3 separate regions of the Mus musculus genome follow, and regions 1 and 2 are each linked to region 3. Evidence: chromatin contacts called from public HiChIP or PLAC-seq data. All regions are on one chromosome and are shown on one strand. The core of a region is the stretch at or near the end of the contact, and the rest is flanking DNA. Distances in the headings are between cores, read along the strand shown. Region 1 overlaps Fhl2 (four and a half LIM domains 2). Region 2 overlaps LOC115487086 (a long non-coding RNA gene). Region 3 holds the start of Tpp2 (tripeptidyl peptidase II).

Evidence for each region. HiChIP or PLAC-seq counts read pairs in DNA pulled down with a chosen protein or histone mark.
Region 1: an H3K27ac HiChIP or PLAC-seq map of the NIH/3T3 cell line shows a contact between it and region 3, with 6 times the contacts expected there. The contact joins the enhancer-like site here to the promoter of Tpp2 in region 3. A contact is called at or near these places in 3 of 39 promoter capture datasets (the 3T3-L1 cell line and liver) and 5 of 115 datasets of contacts at active chromatin or transcription factors (the NIH/3T3 cell line, astrocytes, double positive thymocytes and 2 more).
Region 2: a contact with region 3 is called in a FOXA1 HiChIP or PLAC-seq map of pancreatic cancer cells. The contact joins the enhancer-like site here to the promoter of Tpp2 in region 3. A contact is called at or near these places in 3 of 39 promoter capture datasets (the 3T3-L1 cell line and hippocampal neurons) and 3 of 115 datasets of contacts at active chromatin or transcription factors (embryonic midbrain, forebrain and pancreatic cancer cells).

Annotation. Positions count from the first base shown.
Region 1 is chr1:43,127,100-43,129,799 of GRCm38.p6, reverse strand. It overlaps Fhl2 (four and a half LIM domains 2), which reads left to right. Exons shown (of 6, transcript NM_010212.4): 5 at 1,370-1,556. Among named protein-coding and RNA genes, the nearest start is that of AI597479, 30 kb to the right of the region's middle. Within about 2 kb of position 1,414, at least 69 of the 459 cell types and tissues checked have an H3K27ac peak or open chromatin away from gene starts, as enhancers often do. A contact at or near this core is called in the NIH/3T3 cell line, astrocytes and effector CD8 T cells, where this site is marked.
Region 2 is chr1:43,304,441-43,307,140 of GRCm38.p6, reverse strand. The region is part of intron 1 of LOC115487086 (a long non-coding RNA gene); the gene reads left to right. Among named protein-coding and RNA genes, the nearest start is that of Gm29040, 45 kb to the right of the region's middle. Within about 2 kb of position 1,255, at least 47 of the 459 cell types and tissues checked have an H3K27ac peak or open chromatin away from gene starts, as enhancers often do. A contact at or near this core is called in pancreatic cancer cells, where this site is marked.
Region 3 is chr1:43,932,742-43,935,441 of GRCm38.p6, reverse strand. It overlaps Tpp2 (tripeptidyl peptidase II), which reads right to left and starts at 1,448. Exons shown (of 29, transcript NM_001310540.1): 1 at 1,189-1,448. The coding sequence starts at 1,353.

The sequences.
Region 1 (2,700 bases), core at 165-2,664, 810 kb after region 3:
TTAATTCTCCTTCTTGCCTTGTCATTAACTGATTCTGACTTAATTCTTGGACAATATCTGGGACTCAGTTGCTTCATCTACAGCCTAAAAATAGCATCTTGCCACACAAGCTTCATGCAGGGACTTCAGAAATGGCCAAATGCTGCCATACTGTTCATAAGGTAAAGAGCACTGGGGCAGGGCCTATCTTCTGTGGCCACTGCACGTCGAGGTGAGGCTCACTTAGCCTCCCCTGACTTCTGATTCTACTCTCCACCATGATTTAAACTCATATGGAGAGCAATATTTGGAGGTTACTGGATGCAGTTGAGGTATGGCAAGCTGTTTATCACCTTGAAGCTTCTTCAGAAACCTCCTATGACTTAAGATAGGGCGAGGATAAAGGCCTTCAGGGTCCCACGCCAGCAGATGCAGGTTCCAGAAAGCCTCTGCCTTTCTGCCTCTCTAGTTACTGTACAGGCTGAGCATGAGAGTAGAGCTGGAGAGGCCATCAGTTGCTGGGATTTGAAGGAAGGCTTCCACAGAGATTCATCCTTTTCTCTTCATCACTCCGACTTTGTAGACAGAACTGAGGTACTGAGGTCTCTAGCTACAGGATCTCAGGGCTGCTCAGAAGTAGCAGTCGATGCCTTCAATGTTATCTCTGACCACTGTGCTACCTTCCTATCTGGGATGGTGACAATGCCCCATGGCACTCATTCCTTCTGTTCCCCTGCACTACTGTGAAACCTAAAGACCCCACATCACTAGGGAGAAAGCCAGGAACCGTAGCAATGGTATGGATGATAACATGAGGTGCCTGGGGTATGAAGTTCCTTTTCTTTTCTCTTTTCTCTTCTCTTCTCTTCTCTTCTCTTCTCTTCTCTTCTCTTCTCTTCTCTTCTCTTCTCTTCTCTTCTCTTCTCTTCTCTTCTCTTCTCTTCTCTTCTCTTCTCTTCTCTCCTCTCCTCTCCTCTCCTCTCCTCTCCTCTCCTCTCCTCTCCTCTCCTCTCCTCTTCTCTTCTTTTTATTAGATAATTTCTTTATTTACATTTCAAATGTTATCCCTTTTCCTGGTTTCCACTCCGAAAACCCCCTATCCCCTCCCCCACTCACCAACCCTCCCACTCCCGCTTCCTGGTCCTGCCATCCCCCTACACTGGAGCATAGAGCCCTCACAGGACCAAGGGCCTCTCCTCCCACTGATGACTGACAAGGCCATCCTTTGCTACATATGTGGCTGGAGCCACAGGTCCCTCCATGTCGACTTTAACAAACTGCATATTTGTTGTGGGTGGGGCTCGTGTCTTACATCATTCATGGGCAACAGCAGTGACAGATGTTTACCAGAAACAGGGGTAGCCCTGACTCATACACTTGTCTCCCCCAGCCTATCACCACAGGAGGTGTTACTTACCGGGAGCAGCCCTGGCACAAGGAATGCTTTGTGTGCACAGCCTGCAAGAAGCAGCTATCTGGGCAACGCTTCACAGCACGGGATGAGTTTCCATACTGCCTGACCTGCTTCTGTGACTTGTACGCTAAGAAATGTGCTGGGTGCACCAACCCCATTAGTGGTAAGTGTCCTGGGAAGGCCATTGCCAGGGTAGAGACTGTCTGCTTCCTGGAACAACATGGACGTCTAGAGTGTTAGCATAAGAGTGTTGTTAATATCTTGAGGCTCTGAGCCCAACAAGCATTTTTGCCTCTGCTGTGTATCCTCAGAACACAGCTGGTGGCTTCCCCTTAAGCCTGGTGATGCAGAACCATTGGCATGTCATTGAGTGTTTCTGCTTGGGTCTGAGTCTATTATAGTCACATGAACAAAATGAATGGTGCATTTCAGCCCCAACAGCAGACCTGGTATTTGAAGTATTCATGTCATCTTAACGAGACTCTTCTAACCACAAACCACAGCTAGGTGGGGACACATTCTGAGTAGCACAGTCCCCAAAGAGTTAGACAAAGTGAGAGCCCAAAATGTGCCTGGTTGACAGACTAGTATTTGGGCTGAGCTATTGAGTATGGTGAAGATATTGAAGGTAAAGACTACTGGCTCCAGACTAAAGCCCTTTGATTTTTCACCATGTACCAATCAGTGGCAGGGGGTGAGAGTGCAAGTATTCTGTCATATATAGGAGTGTTTCTTGAAGTGGTCTTTCCAATCCCATTCATTCAGTCTACCTGTTTTTGTTTGTTCTTCGTTGCTCTGATAAACACCATGATTAAAAGCAACATGTGAAGGAAAGGATTTCTTTTGTCTTACTGTTTATACTCCATCATGAAGACAAAAGGGGCAGGAACCTGGAGGCAGGAATCCAAGCAGAGCCATAGAGGAGTGCTGCTTACTGGCTTGCTCTTCATGTCTTGCTCAACATGCTTGTTTGTATAGCCCAGGACCACTGTCTGGGGTCACACTCTCCACATTGGGCTTGCCCCTCCCATGTCAATCATTAATCAAGAAAATGCCTGACAGACTACTTGGCTACTGGAAGAGGTTCCCTCTTCCCAGACAATTCTAGGTTGTATAGAGTTGACAAAAAGCTAACCAGCCCACATTGCATCATCCCTGATGCACTGTCAGTAGACATATGTGGCAGGAAGCAGAGAGACACAGACTTTCCCCTATAGCTTTGTAGGTAGGGTCTTTCTTTATACAGACACGCTTGCAGACCATTGTGTACCTTGCCTAGAACCAAGTTGTCTTGTTCCTATGGGACT
Region 2 (2,700 bases), core at 6-2,505, 630 kb after region 3:
GATTAACCCCCATCAAAGTGTCCTCTGCCTTAGATGAAAGACAATACTAATTTGTTTCCTAATTGGATTTCTGCTAGAAATTCCTTTGAGTGTCCCAACCTTAGCTGTTTAGGGTAGCCCACTTGAGGCAGAACCCAGACTTTAGCATTTGTTTGAAAACTGCCATACTGATTCTGCCTCTCCTTTACCTAACCTCAAAGCTACGCGATTGCCTATTTCTGCATGGTCTTAAGCAGGAGCCTTCAAGTGATTCCATGGCTTCCAATATCAGAACCGGTCAGAATATCACCTCTCACCTAACTGTTTCTAGTAAATACCTTATTCCTCTAGAAATTGCGTTCTCCTGGGAATAAGCTGTATTCTAGCCATTCTTTATGGCAGCCACATTCCAGGACACTATTTGGCTGATGGCACCCTGAATACTGTTTTGAAAGTCGACCTTCCGGGGCTTAGAGGGGAATTTTCCCCAAAGCTTCTTGCCTCGAGTTCTAACTAGGTCACATTCACTGCAGGCAGGGGTGTTGTTCCCATGGGGATGTTGTAAGATAAGCTTGGATTTCCACCTGTGCTTTGAGATGGATGAGGAGAGGCTCTCTAAAATTTCAGGGTAATATGAGGCTTCCTCGGAAACAGGTGCAGTACACTTAGTCCACAGGAAAAAAAATGTGAGAGCCTATGATTGGCCATTCTGTGTTTCGTGAAGGGATCAGTAACCTACTTTTGCTCAGGTCTTGGAATGAAGTGTGTGTGTGTGTGTGTGTGTGTGTGTGTGTGTGTGTGAGAGAGAGAGAGAGAGAGAGAGAGAGAGAGAGAGAGAGAGAGAGAGAGAGAGAGAGAAGAGAGAAAGAAACAGAGAGAGCCAGAGCCAGAGAGAGTCAGAGAAAGGTGAGAACAAAGCCTCATTGTGAGGGAAAGCATTACCTCAGAGCTCAGAGGGAAACGAGACCACACCTGGAGCACTTTGCCCTCCTTCAGGAAGCAGCATTACAAAATGACAACTGGAAAGACGCCAGGAGACCTGAAACGTCCAGAAATGCAGAAAACGAGGAGAACATGACTGCCTTTCTTCTGTTAATCAGTGACTGCTGAGAGAGCAAAACCCTCCAGGTTCCCACATTGCCGAGAACTCAAAGGCAAGAGAGATCCCAATCTTGGGGTGGAACTCTTTCTAGTATTCAGTGGTAGGGTAACACACCGCTGCACCTTGTTTCTTTACACACCTCTTTATTGCAGTGGCTTTAGTGAACGTTGCAGACAGTGCATCTTTTACCAGTTGAGGGTTTGAGGAAACCCTGCAGGAGCAAACCTGACTCATTATTTTACACGTGCTACTCTGTCCCATAATGGCCTCTTGTCATGTCTTCTCTACACTCAGTAGGCTGTAGGTGATGGAAATATTACTTCTATTTCCTGGCATTGCTAGAACTGAATTCTGCCCCTAGCCCCTTGCAAATATAACTTTTCCATACACCAGGAAACTAACAGTATCCTGAGACTTCACTGCCATGTTTGTGTCTTGGTCTGCACCCAAGTTGGCACCAGCTTAATGGTGGGCCTGTGTAGGCAGCTCGAAATTTTCCAGCCACTGTGTGTGCTGAGGTGGAGCTCAGTGTTGCTTCATCAGAAATATTGATTAATTTCCAGGGCTCCTGCTGTGTAAACATGGCATCACCAAGCTAGATAAACAGGCTGTAAGCAAGAAAGTACTCCTTCTCCTTCTATCAACAAAAACCTTTAATTGAAAAACAAAGCAAACAGGGCTAGAGAGATGGCTCAGCAGTTAAGAGCACTTGCTGTTCTTGTAGACGATCTGGGCCAAGCTCCCAGCTTCAAGTGACACAGCCACCTATGACTGTAGATCCAGGGAGCTAACCTCTTCTTGTCTCTACACACACACACACACAGACACACACACAGAGAGAGAGAGAGAGAGAGAGAGAGAGAGAGAGAGAGAGAGAGAGAGAGAGAGAGAGAGTGAGAGAGAGAGAAACACAAAGCAGACCTAATACAGAGTGGGTGTCCTGCTCAGTCACTTGGAGATAGAACAAAGATGATGAAGAGAAGTTGGCCTCCTGAGTTCTTTTTTCTTTTTCTGAAATTCAGAAACAGTTACAAACAGGATCTTGGACTTAGGGCCAGCAAAGGATGCCCGTGTGAAATACACTAATCTATGTATTGAGGGGAAATAAAAGGGTAATGTGTCAATGAAATGGTGTTCCCTGAACTAGGCTGAGCCCTGTGGTTCTGTTAGCGTTTCCAGGGCTGCTGTGACAAATTACCATCAAGTAGTAATTATGGTTTCAATGTGAGATCTCCCACATAGGCTCGGGTGTTTGAATATTTGGTCTCCAGCTGGTGGCACTGTTTTGGGAGGCTGTGGAGCCTTCCATTCTGTAGCCTAGGCAGCAGAATTGAGTCATTGACAGTGAGCTTTGTGTTGATATCTGATTCCAGTTTTAGCCCCAGATCTTGCTTCTGATCTGCCAAGGAGGGAGCAAGCTGTACTACAAGCCCCCACTGCCATGGACAGGCCCTGCTCTTGCCACTAGGCTCTCCCACCATTAGAGCCTTGATGTCACTTGAAACCATGAGCTGGAATAACAAACTTAGCCTGCTGAAGCCACTGCTGCCTGGAATTTTGTCACAACCTTGAGAAAAGTAATAAACACAGTGGCTTAAGATAACACAAATGTGCCTGTG
Region 3 (2,700 bases), core at 199-2,698:
GTTACCAAGTTTTAAACCTTAGCAATTACTATTAATAAAATAACTGTAGTCACTTGAACTTCTAATCAGAGACTCTGACACTGTGTGCTTCAGGGCTCAGGTGTGCACCAGAAAGGGGAAGAAGTAACAAACACTTGGAAGCAGGATTCCCTGAGAGTCCCAGAGTGTCCACACAGGCTTCTTTCCTATCCTTTCCAATAACCTCTAACATGTACGTCAATTACCTTCCCATCCATTTATGTCAATTATTAGGCAGCACAATGAGAAAACTAAAGATTGGAGGAAACAAATCAAGGGCTAGGAGGAGAGGAATTAGTATCCCTCTTTTGTGAGGAACAAGGATAAGATGGTATCAATGTGATCTAATCTATCTATTTGATAAACTGACCACGGACCGAAAAGAGGGTAAATAAACTCTAGTTTTAGTCAGATAAGCTCTTCAACAAAGGTTAGAGAGTACTTATGAGGGGGTTTTAGTAAGAGGCTATTTAAACACAGAATACATTTTATTCAGGCATTTTTTTTTAACATCAGTAAGGTCCCTGCTCTTAAAGACTTCTAACTTGAATAAAGGAAATGAAGTCATTTTTAGGAAGTCGTAATCAAAGTATGTTCTCTCGTTTAAAATGCACATTTTATAAGGCCTGAAAAGTTCGCCCGAAACAAATTAGTCGGGCCCTTTGAAAAAAAAAAAAAAAAAAAGACTAACCCAAAAGATTTCAAGGACCCTGAACAAACACCAGCAAATAACTTAAAAATAGAACAAAAGTATCAGAAGAAACCATTCCGGAAGCGGACTGGGTCGAATTCTGGGAACTCACTTTGCTGGCCTTGCCAAAACGAGTATCTCTTAAACATCACTAAGGATCTCTTCAAGGCTGTTACCCCTATCGTTGGTGCCCCCCACGCTCCCGCGCCCTCCCAGACCTATAAAACTGTAAAATTTTCCCATGCCGAGGTCGGGTGCGGACCCTGAAGAGGTGTGGGGCCTGGAACGCCCAGGCTGACCAGCAAAGCTTCCCCGCGGCCCCCGATCCCGAACAGCCACGCTGACCACACCGCTTTTGTGTGGACAGGGAACAGGGCCTGGAGGTCTCCCAGAGCTGTCCGGGCCGCCCCGGCCCGTCCGGTCCCCGCCTTGTTCCAGGCTCGGCCCTCTGGGCTACGGGCCCTTGGGCGCCGCCTCACCTGCATGCCCGGGGCCCCGGGATCGACCCCTGTGTCCAGGACGGCGATGAGCACCCCGCGCCCGTCATACTCCGGGTAGCGGCACAGGAAGGAGGAGGCCCCGGTCTCCTTCTTTGGTAGAAGACCGTGGAAAGGAAAGGGCTCCTCGGTCGCGGCGGTGGCCATGGACGCAAGCTGGAGGACAGACGAGGAAGAGGCAAACTGCCAGGCAGCGCGCGGACGAGCGGCGCGAGGACACCCGGCTACCGCGGGACGGAGGTGGGGAAGGGGCGGAGCCTGGCCACCAGTACCCAATCGTGTGCGGTCAGAGGTGTCTAGCCAATCATACGCTTCAACGTAAGCTAACGGCGCCGCTACGAGTCACGACGAGGGAATGTTACCCAGGCTGCAGAGCTGGAACGGAGTGTGCGCTGCTGCGGATGACAACGCACTGGAGGGAGGTTCTTGCCTTCCGAGCTGTCACTCTCCGTGAGAAGCAGCGAGAGGAACGGGCTGTCTGCCTGAGGCGTGGGATCCTCGCGACGCCGCCGAGGTTGGCTTAACCCGCTGCGGACCGGAAGCCTGTAAAGTCGAGCGCGGAAGTCTCAGATTTAGCGGCCCGGCCTTTCTGGCAGGGTGAGGTGCTGTTTAGTCAACAGGAAGTGGGTTGTCGGCTGTTTTGTCGCCAGAGTCCCCAAAGCAAAACACGTGACAGAAATGAGCTCCCTCCTGTCTTCGTGGCTTACTTACCCTTGGCATCCGGAATTTCAGAAAAATACCTGCCTTTTCTCCAGTGAAGTTCCTCTTTGTAACACAGTTACCGAGCCATAGTTTGCGGGGTTTTTTTCCCATTAGGATGCACAGTGACAGCAATCGTAAATGGCATTTGAAATTTAAACTACACAGATTATCCAGTAACAAAGGTTGCCAACATTCATAATTAAGAATATTGTGGGGGTGAATTAATATTTTCCTATTTGTGACAAATCTACTCTGTACCAGTGAGAGATTCTGCACGTTTTTTCAGTGTGTAGCCTGCCTGGAGGCCTCTGAAATACTGAGCACCGAACCACAGCCATAAGTGTGGTAATTCTTCTCTTTAGTGGCAGCGACTGCTGTGTCTACTCCAAAAGTCCCAGCAGCAAGAAGGCGCCCAGAGTAATCTTAATTATCCCATTGACAAACTCAAGACACCTTACCACAGAGATGTCTTTAAATGCATAAGATGAAATATATAGGATTATACAGGAAGTAGACGGTTGAAAGAATTATAACAACTTAATTTTTGTTGTATTGCAATAGTTTCATATATGTAAGTAATTACATGTGTGCTCTTTTTAAAATTAAATAACAGAGCCATCGTCAAGTCTAATAACTAATGTTATTTTTAAATTGGAAAACAATTGTAAATGGCATTTGAATATATCTAAACTACACACTTTAATAACAAAGGTTGCCTGTGTTCATAATTAAGAACATGTGGAGGATGAAAATAATTTTTTCCTATTCAATCATGGGCCCTGTGCATTTCTA